2 separate regions of the Sus scrofa genome follow, and region 1 is linked to region 2. Evidence: chromatin contacts called from public Hi-C data. All regions are on one chromosome and are shown on one strand. The core of a region is the stretch at or near the end of the contact, and the rest is flanking DNA. Distances in the headings are between cores, read along the strand shown. Region 1 overlaps HCFC2 (host cell factor 2). Region 2 overlaps TXNRD1 (thioredoxin reductase 1).

Region 1 (5,063 bases), core at 953-3,452, 200 kb after region 2:
TAATAGCTAATCACTACTATTCAGGTTAACTTCTTGCTTGGTATCTTGCCATCATTCTAATTAGGGTCAATGTGGTAGATATATATTATATTTTGAAAATGTATCCAAACCATATAACATTTACTTTTTCAGAGACTCTAAAATTCCCTCCCTTTGTTATAAAAAGCTTTAGATTTACTTAAAATGCCATCTTTATACCTTCACTTTTCCTTAACATATCCACCACAGAACTATTATGATTAGAAGCATTAGTTGCCAAAGATGAATGTAAAATGGCACTAGAATCAGTCGATGCTTTGAGATCTGGTTTGTTTTTCACTGAAGTTCCTTTCATAGCTGTATGTTCGGATTTTGTGCTGTTCATTGTATCACTGATCTACAAGAAATAAAATAGTTTATTGCAGCAAACAATGTCCAATTACATGTTCAATACATTTTTTAAAAATAAGCAAAATAATTTACAAATCAAATGTCTTTGAAAATAAACTGACCAAAATATAAAACAGCTTATACTCTTTAATTTGTAAAAAATTACCCTTTAAATTTTATAATAGTTTAAGAAAACAGTTTCTTTTCACTTTAATCTCCACTCTAAAAAGGCCAGTTCTGAAGCAAAAGGGGACAGTACATTTTAAGGGGGGTAAAAAAATCTATATTTTTATAAATAGTGTAGTTTGTATTCAAGTAAATACACACATAACATCAGTGACAACACCAAAGCTACAGAGTTTAACATTCTGATAAAATTTTCTTAGCAAGATCAGACACGTATACTAAAGATCTTATAACTACTAAAAGAAAAATCTCAGTTATATGAAACCTTCAAGCATATGAATTATTCTGTATGACTGAGTCTTCCATACAAACATTGAGATTTAAAACATATACATATAAATATTCTTTACTGTTACATTTTAGATAGGAATCCTTTTTTTTTTTTTGCTTTTTTTTGGGTCCACACCCATCGCATATGGAGGTTCCCAGGCTACAGGTCTAATCAGAGCCACAGCTGCTGGCCTACACCACAGCCACGGCAATGCCAGATCCAAGCTGCATCTGTGATCTACACCAGAGCTAATGGCAACGCTGGATCCTTAACCCACTGGGAGAGGCCAGGGATTGAACCCGCAACCTCATGGTTCCTAGTTGGATTCATTTCCACCAAGCCATGATGGAAACTGCGTAGATAGGAATCCTAATTAAATTTCTCTAAGAAGTTCCTACTGTGGCTCAGCAGGTTATGAACCTGACTAGTATCCATGAGGATGCGGGTTCAATCCCTGGCCTTGTTCAGTGGGTTAAGGATCCAGTGATGCCATGAGCTATGGTATAGGTTGCAGACCAGGCTTGGATTTGGCATTGCTGTGGCTGTGGCATAGACCAGTAGCTACAGATCCAATTGGACCCGTAGCCTGAGAACTTCTATATGCTATAGGTTTGGCCCTAAAAAGCAAAAAAAAAAAAAAAATTCTCTTTGCCTTCTTAAAGACACTGTAATAAAAACACTGAAACCTTTTGATAATTTAAGGCATCAATGTGAACACAGGTTATTATGTAGCAATATCTATAGGTCTACTGCACCATAAAAGTGATCTGCCTTCATTCGAATGCCCCAATATAGCTAGCGAATTTGTTAATTTTCTGTCTCCTCTTTTAATATCAATTATAACTACATGTAATTTCTCATGGCTCTAAGGATACTTGTCCATATCATGCAATGTATTTTCCTTTTAACTGACGGTGATTGTGCTGTTAATAAATGATGATAATGATGGCAGCCACAATCATTAGGGAGCATTATACTATGTCATAGGCATTGCGGCACGTATTTATAAAGTCCATCTCATGTAATTGTCAGAAGAACTGTATAAATTAGATAACATCACCCATGGCTTATAAACAGAAAAAATGAGACTGAGAGATCTTAAATAATAAACCAAGGGTCAGACAGCCAGTAATTAGCAGAGCTAGAATTTGACCCTAAACTTATTTCACTAGGAAGTCTCCATGTCATTTTATCCAGCAAGCACAATAAAGTGAAGGGCAAAAGTGAGATACACCTTTACAAAAGCAAAAAGAGCTAAGAGGTTGCAAGTGGAAAGTCACTAAGAGGTTGTAAACCACTTGTGCTGAACAGCCCAGAAAGGCTTGAGAATTGGAGATATCAGGATCTTTGGAGGCCGAAGTGCAGAGTGCAAGTAAACAGGAGAGGCCCTGTCATGTGGGAAGATACATAAAAAGTGGTTGTGGCCCCAGCTCTGCTCTCCCAGCATACAAAGGCAGACAGATTACTCCCTTCTGTTCTAACCAAAGAAGGGAGGCAGGAAAAGGATTGAAGTGGGAGGCTCTGGACTATGGTACAGTGTCTCTCTGGTGAGGATGGAAGAGAAGCACACACACTGAAAACAGGGATTAAGTGAAAGTCTGCATGCTGAACAAAGACACCCCCTAACCCATTCAGTTCCCAGAATACTGAAAGCCAGCTTAGGAAAGAGGCTGGAGAAGTCTCCAGGGAAACCCATTGGTCCAAGAGAAAAGACACGGATATTTGTGGAGTCCTACCCAATAACCCCCATTACGGTCTACTAATCAAGCAAGCCCATAGGCACAGACCTGCTATGGTCTGAAAGTTTATGTCTCCACAGATTCATAAATTGAAACCTAACTCCCAAGGTGGTGCTATTAGGATGTAGGGCCTTTGGACTATGATTAGTACTCTTTTAAAAGTTGCCCAAGAAAGATCCACTGTCCCTTTCACCATGTGAGAATACAATGAGAAGTCAGCAGTCTGGCTCCTCACCAGAACTTGACCATACAGGCACCCTGATCTGGCATTTCCAGCCTCCAGAAATGCAGGAAATAAAGTTCTATTGTTTATAGTCATTCAGGCAATGGTACTTTGTTATAGCAGGCCAAACAGACTGAGACATTTTCTAAGCACTTTTAATGCCTGACTTTAAACACGAAAGGACAGTCAAGCATCACCAGATGTTTGATGATGCCCTCTACCATGAAACTCCAAGACCAAAACATATTTTTTTAAAGGAGCTTGAAAAAAAGAAATATTGCTGAGAGAAAACTATGACTCCATTAAAAAAAAAAAAGTATAATTCTTGAAGAGATCAGGGAATATACTACATTTATGAAACAAGAATGAGATGCTGGAGTTCCCATTGTGGCTCAGTGGGTTAAGATCCCAATGTAGTGTCTGTGAGGATTCAGATTCAATTCTTGGCCTCATTCAGTGGGTTAAGGACCCAGTGTTGCCCCAAGCTGCAGCGTAGGTTGTACATGAGATCAGATCTGGTGTTGTTGTGGCTGTGGCATAGGCTGGCAGCTGCAGCTTTAAGTCAACACCTAGTCTGGGAACTTTAACCTGTTGCAGAGTAGCTGTAAAAAGGAAAAAAAAAAAAAGAGTAAGAAGCTATAAAAGAAGTAAAGAGTAAAATCAGGTTTTTAGAGATCAAAGATGTGATTGAATACAATTCAAACTTAGAAAGAAGAGGGAGTTACCACTGTGGCACACTGGGCTAAGAATCTGACTGCAATGGCTCAGGTTGTTGCAGAGGCAGGGGTTCAATCCCTGGCCCAGTGCAGTGGGTTAAAGGATCTGGTGTTGCCACAGCTGCAGCACAGGTTGCAGTTGGCTTGGATTCAATCCCTGGCCTGGGAGCTTCCATGTGCCATGGGTGCAGCCATTCTAAAAAAAAAAAAAAAAATGGATAGAAGATTTATAATATAAATGAAACTTTTCAGAAAGCAGAATAAACAGAAAGAAAATGGAAAATAAAAAGTAAAATCAGAAGATTAGTTCAAGAGGACCATCATTCAATTAACAGGAGTTACCAAAAAAAAGAGAAAGAGAATATAGAGGGAAGAAATAATCAGTACTGAAAGCCCTGAGTTCCAGAATGACACAGTCCACTGAATGCACAGCCCAGTAAATGAAGCAGACACATACTCTAAAGCACATCATTATTGAAAGTTCAGAAAATTGGGGATAAAAACAAAAAAATTAGGTCACATGTAAATGATCAGGAATCCAAGTGGCATCAAACTTCTCAACAGAAACACTGAATGCTAAACAACAGTAGGAAAATGTCTTTAAATCTCTGAGGAAAATGTTTCCAGTATAGAATCCCATAACCCAGCCAAACTACCAATCAAATGTGAACAGAGAAAAGGCATTTTCAGATATACAAGATCTCATATTTACCTTTCATAAACGCTTTCTTAGGAAACTACTGGAGAACATTAAGGAAGAGAATGAAGTATCGAGAAACATGAGTTCTAACACAAAGAGCTAAAAGAAACTGCCAATATGAAACAAATGGACGTTCTAAGATGACAGCTATGTAGCAGGCCTAGGGAAGAACTAGTATTGACTAGAGCATCAAGACAGAGGCCTCAGGAGGGATGGTTCGAGGCAGTGGCATGAAGAAAGAAAAAGAAAACTACCTTATGTGTTTGAATATTTTGAGTGGAGTTTTATTATTTTACTGAAGAACATGAGTACTAATTAATGATAGGTTAATGATAGGTAAGAAGAAAACTAAGCAAATGAAAAAGTGAGGCAGTTAACAATGCCAGGAAAAACAAAAAAATTATAGTGCCCGCAGCACACTACACGGCTCAGCTGTGAATATGTCGTCATCACAAAGTGAACATCAAATAATGATTCAAGAAAAAATATTCAAAGGATGTGGGAAAGGGAAGGGGAAGAAATGGTAATATTTTAAGAGATCATCAAATCTTCATCTTCCACTACTGAAGATAAAGGATCCAAAACTAGAAAGTTAAGACTTGGAAGCATAAGGATTTTACTTTAAAGGACAGAGGTAGTAAATTTCCATGTGGTGCAGCAGGTAAAGGATCTGGTATTGCCAGAACTGCAGCATCAGTTCAATTCCAGCCCTGGGATCTTCCACATGCCATGCTTAGGCCCCCTCCCTCCCCAAAAAGTAAAAGCACAAAGTCAGATACCAGAATAAAGTTAAAATATTTGAAAGTAGTTGTTTCTAAGAAGGAGGAATCAGGAGCAGGCAGGTACAGAGGAGGAAACT
Region 2 (4,643 bases), core at 32-2,531:
CAATCTTACGCAGCCATTAAAATGGTAATGAAGACTACAGAAATAAAAAAGTTAATGACGGTATTTCCAAAGCATATTTTTTGTTAATAGGCATAGATGACAAAAGAGTTCTGAGGTCAAACAAGTTTGTAAAATGCTGTATGAGGCAAATAAACAGGTTTCTCAACTATCAGATTTCTCAGAGCCTTAAATATGCTGCTGTGAATTGTAAAAAAAAATGTAATTATGCAAATACCAAGTATGTTTGTAAATGCTATTTGGCAAAAACCTATCCAGTCACATGTGGACACAGAGGTAAGCCATTCTGCACTTAAGATATGAGGGATTCGACTCTTGCTCTCGAAAATGGGAAGGTGAAATCTTTAAAGTGAGCCTTCCTCTACAAATAGTATATGTAGTCTTTTCACAAACCCTGGGAATGCCGATTCAAAAGTAAAGGCAGACTACCGTTTATAGCCATAATGGGCCAAGTTTACCTCTTGCTTGAAACAACCAAAACACCAGACAAACACTCTCCAGACACTGGCCAGAAGGCAGTGAAGGACAATGAGGCGAGCCCCGAGACTGTGCAAATTTATTGCCAAGAGCAGCTTCTAGGGCTCGGTGCAAGGGGAGCCAACAGAGGGCAGTTGACTTGCTGAGACATGGAGACCGAGATCCCAGTTCAGAGAAGCCAAGGGGGCCAGAGGCTGGAGGGTCGAAACACAAGTGGGTGGAGCTGCACAAAAAACTCCTGAGATGTGGGCGGGCTATCATTCTGTCAATCAATGTCAGAGGACGGTACTCAAGGGTGAGCAAAGAACCACTGGAAAGCAGTGCGACCAGAGCTCTTACAGCTCTAGAAATAGCTCCTGGAGTTCCCGTCGTGGCACAGTGGTTAACGAATCCGACTAGGAACCATGAGGTTGCAGGTTCGATCCCTGCCCTTGCTCAGTGGGTTAAGGATCCGGTGTTGCTGTGAGCTGTGGTGTAGGTTGCAGACAGCTCGGATCCTGCGTTCCTGTGGGTCTGGCGTAGGCCGGCGGCTACAGCTCTGACTGGACCCCTAGCCTGGGAACCTCCATACACTGCCGGAAGTGGCCCTAGAAAAGGCAAAAAGACAAAAAAAAAAAAAAAAAAAAAAAAAAAAAAAAAAAAAGAAGAAAGAAAGAAAGAAAGAAAAAGTTCCTGTTCCCACAAGCCAGAATTGAGAAAGAGTTCACAGTAAGAGGAGGGGGGCAGAGTCCTCGGAAGGGTATCAATTTAGTAGTGGAACTAAATTAGGCCTAGATGAAAGGTTGCTGTTGACGCACCCTAAAAAAGCTTAAAAGCAAGCTACACCAGGGATAAAAATCAATCCCACGGAACTTAACAGACTGCCAGAACAAAGTCCAACAATGTTTAAAGAAATTCAGCACAATAAAACTCAGCACCCAACAGTGTGTAAAATGCAAAGCTTGCATCCAAAATTACAAGGCATGCAAAAGTACAAGAAAACATGAATCAATACCAAGGGGAAAAATCCATAGAGACAGACACTACAAAAGTGATGATGGGATTACCAGAGGAGAGCAAAAGAGCTATTGTAAATATGTTCTACAGAATCAGGATGGTAGAGAAAAGCATGGACCTGCTTAGGAGAGAAAAGGAAAATATGTTTTAAATAAATAAACTCATAAAAGGTCTCTTGTGGCACAGCGGGTTAAGGATTTGGTGCTGTCACTAGAGCAGCTTGGGCATGGGTTTGACCTCTGGCCCTGGAACTCCAAACGCCCTGGGACAGCCAAAAAAAAGGGGGGTGGGGGGGAAGGGTTTACAGGGCACAAGAAAAGATCAGTGGACTTGAAAACATCAGAACAGGCTCTTTAAGAAAATGAAAGACCGGAACAGGGAGGGAAAACATGAACAGAGCATCAGAGATCCATGGGATAAACATCAAGTGAACCAACAAATTCACTCACTGGAGGCTGAGGGGGAAAACAGAAAAATTGGAATGGCTAAAAAAATTTCCAAATTTGATGAAACTATAAACAGATAATCCCCAAATCTCGACACACCACAAGCAGAATAATTACAAAGGGAGTTCCTGTTGAGGCGCAGTGGAAACAAATCCAACTAGGAACTATGAAGTTTTGGGTTTGATCCCTGGCCTCGCTCAGTGGGTTAAGGATCCAGAGTTGCCGTGAGCTGTGGTGTAGGTCACAGAAGAGGCTCGGATCTGGCATTGCTGTGGCTGTGGCATAGGCTGGCAGCTGTAACTCTGATTAGACCCCCTAGCCTGGGAATCTCCATATGCCGCAGATGCAGCCCTAAAAAGCAAAACATAAAATAAAGAAAAGCACGCCAAGGCATGCAATAATCAAGCTGCTTAAAAAACTGAGAAAAATAAAGTCTTAAGGGGAACAGAGATAAAAATGATGGTGTATTCTCTTTAGAAGCTATGTAACCAGAAGACAATGGGCAAATAATTAAAATATGTAAATAAATACAGTAAATCTAGAACTCTATATTCAGAGAAATATCTTCCAAAAAGTGAAGGCAAATAAAGTTAAAAAAAAAAAAGCTGGCGTTGCCAATGTTGCCCAGCAGGTTACAAATCCAACTGGTATCTATGAGGATGCAGGGATTTGGGTTTGATCCCTGGCCTTGCTCGGTGGGTTAAGGCTCTGGCACTGCTGCGAGCTGTGGTGTAGGTTGCAGATGCAGCTCAGATCTGCCATGGTCATGGCGTAGGCCAGAAGCTATAGCTCTGATCTGACCCCTAGCCTGGGAACTTTCATATGCTGCAGCTGTGCCCACACATCTCCCCCCCAAAAAAGGCCAAAGAATCTATCTTGAGCAGACAGGCATTATCCAACTGTTAAAGGAAGTTCTTTTGGCAGAAAATGGTGCATCAGATGGAAATCAGGATCCACATAAAAGACATTTTTTCTTCTTGGTCCCAAAACTCAGTTTCAAATTGGCTTCAAAGGATTACTGTGGCCTAGCCTGAGAAGTGTAATCCTTGTTTTTAATATTTTTATTTGGATAGAACACTGCAGTTTTCACAACAATCAACTTAATCTTTTAGAATATAATTCATTTTCAAGTTGCAGATACGTGCGTACTGTGGCTTCTTATAGTTTCCACATAAAATACTTTTATACTTACTGTAAAAAAAATGGAGTTAACTTACAAAGCATTACTTTAAGTAAGAATAAAGATGCTAACATCTGTTATTTGTGAAAATAAAAGTGTTTCAAATGTTTGAGAGCAATTCTCAAAAGATCCAAGAGCTGACTGCTGGTCCTTGGAGGTGACGGCTGGAGTGCCCATCACACCGTGCTTTAAAGCTGGTGTGTGGGCCCTGTCACATGGCTTTTTAAAGAGCTTAGTGTGGAATGCCCATCATCTACAGGCTGATACAGCTTCATGGTCTGTTTTCTGTTTTAAAATGATGAAAACATTTTTTTTTTTCATTCCTTCAGTTATGTTCTCCAAACAATGGAATACTTAGTGGCAAATATTTCTAGCAGCTTTGGAAATGACTTTAATCATTACTGTTAAAAAGACTGATTTAAATGTCTCCAATACATTTCCACTTCATTTTATTTAGTAAAATCCTAAGTTACAGAGGTGCTTGCCCCTCTGAGTTGGTGATAGATTCTTGAAAGTCTTGAGACATCTATTCTATTCTCGTTACCTCTTCTTTTACGACCCACACTTCCCAAGTCTTCCTTATCTCTTAGGTAATACACTCTCATGATTAAGGCAGCAGTACCTGCAATCAGATGTGGACTGGATTTATGCCTTGGCTGCCTCCAGTTACCCAATTTCCAATAACATGTCATCAATCTCTACAGCTGCCCAAAGGTGGAATGAGATGTGTGCATATACAGCACTTAGCACAGTGCCAGGCATGTCAAACACAGCTGCTCTTTGTCCCCTTTTCTCCAAATACTCTGGTGAAGCCATGAATACTTGTTATAAACTTTGGAGGAAGGCACAAACACCCATAATGCAATTTGGGTTCTAAAATCCTATAACAGATTTAATTTAGGCAGATTTTATGGTAAGCTGAATTTTTCAACAGAGACCTGCTCCTTTAGAGGCAAGAAAGGCAAAAATAGATCCTCTGACATTCTCAGGTATGTGTGAATGTTCTCATTAATACACGCTGGGCAAAATGAAAGGGATTACACAGTTATTTTAAAAAAAAAAAAAAAAAAAAAAACTTGCGTAATTTCGCAAATACAATTAACCCAGGTAACTACTGGCATTTCAGCTTTGTTTGAAGGACAGACTGGTGAGCTTTCAAACTCAGGGACTTTAGTGGCACCTGTTTGTTTTCCTGTTCGGTAAAGCACTTGACATAATTATACTTTTTCAAAATAGGGAAAAAAAGAAAAACGAACGAAAGAAGAATCCTTTACTTTCAAATTACATTAAATTCTGATTCTGGTAAAGGCTTAAGGCACTTTAAGAAAGAATCTGCTTTAATTGGTAGATGCTCAAATATAATACTATGCCCATATGGAAGAAACGGCTGAAGTAGGTGGAAAGATTCATTAGTGGGTTTTTTTGTTTGTCTACGGCCATACCCATGCATAAGGAGGTTCCCAGGCTAGGGGTCAAATCGGTGTTGTAGCTGCTGGTCTATACCACAAACTCACAGCAACACCGGA

What was found. A called contact is a pair of places that touch in the nucleus more often than the background predicts.
Region 1: a Hi-C map of liver shows a contact between it and region 2, with 4 times the contacts expected there. A contact is called at or near these places in 3 of 47 Hi-C or Micro-C datasets (embryonic fibroblasts, liver and mesenchymal stem cells).

What each region holds. Positions count from the first base shown.
Region 1 is chr5:80,384,294-80,389,356 of Sscrofa11.1, forward strand. HCFC2 (host cell factor 2) reads right to left here. Exons shown (of 15, transcript XM_003126644.5): 10 at 199-376. Among named protein-coding and RNA genes, the nearest start is that of HCFC2, 23 kb to the right of the region's middle.
Region 2 is chr5:80,187,545-80,192,187 of Sscrofa11.1, forward strand. The region is part of intron 9 of TXNRD1 (thioredoxin reductase 1); the gene reads right to left. Among named protein-coding and RNA genes, the nearest start is that of TXNRD1, 24 kb to the right of the region's middle.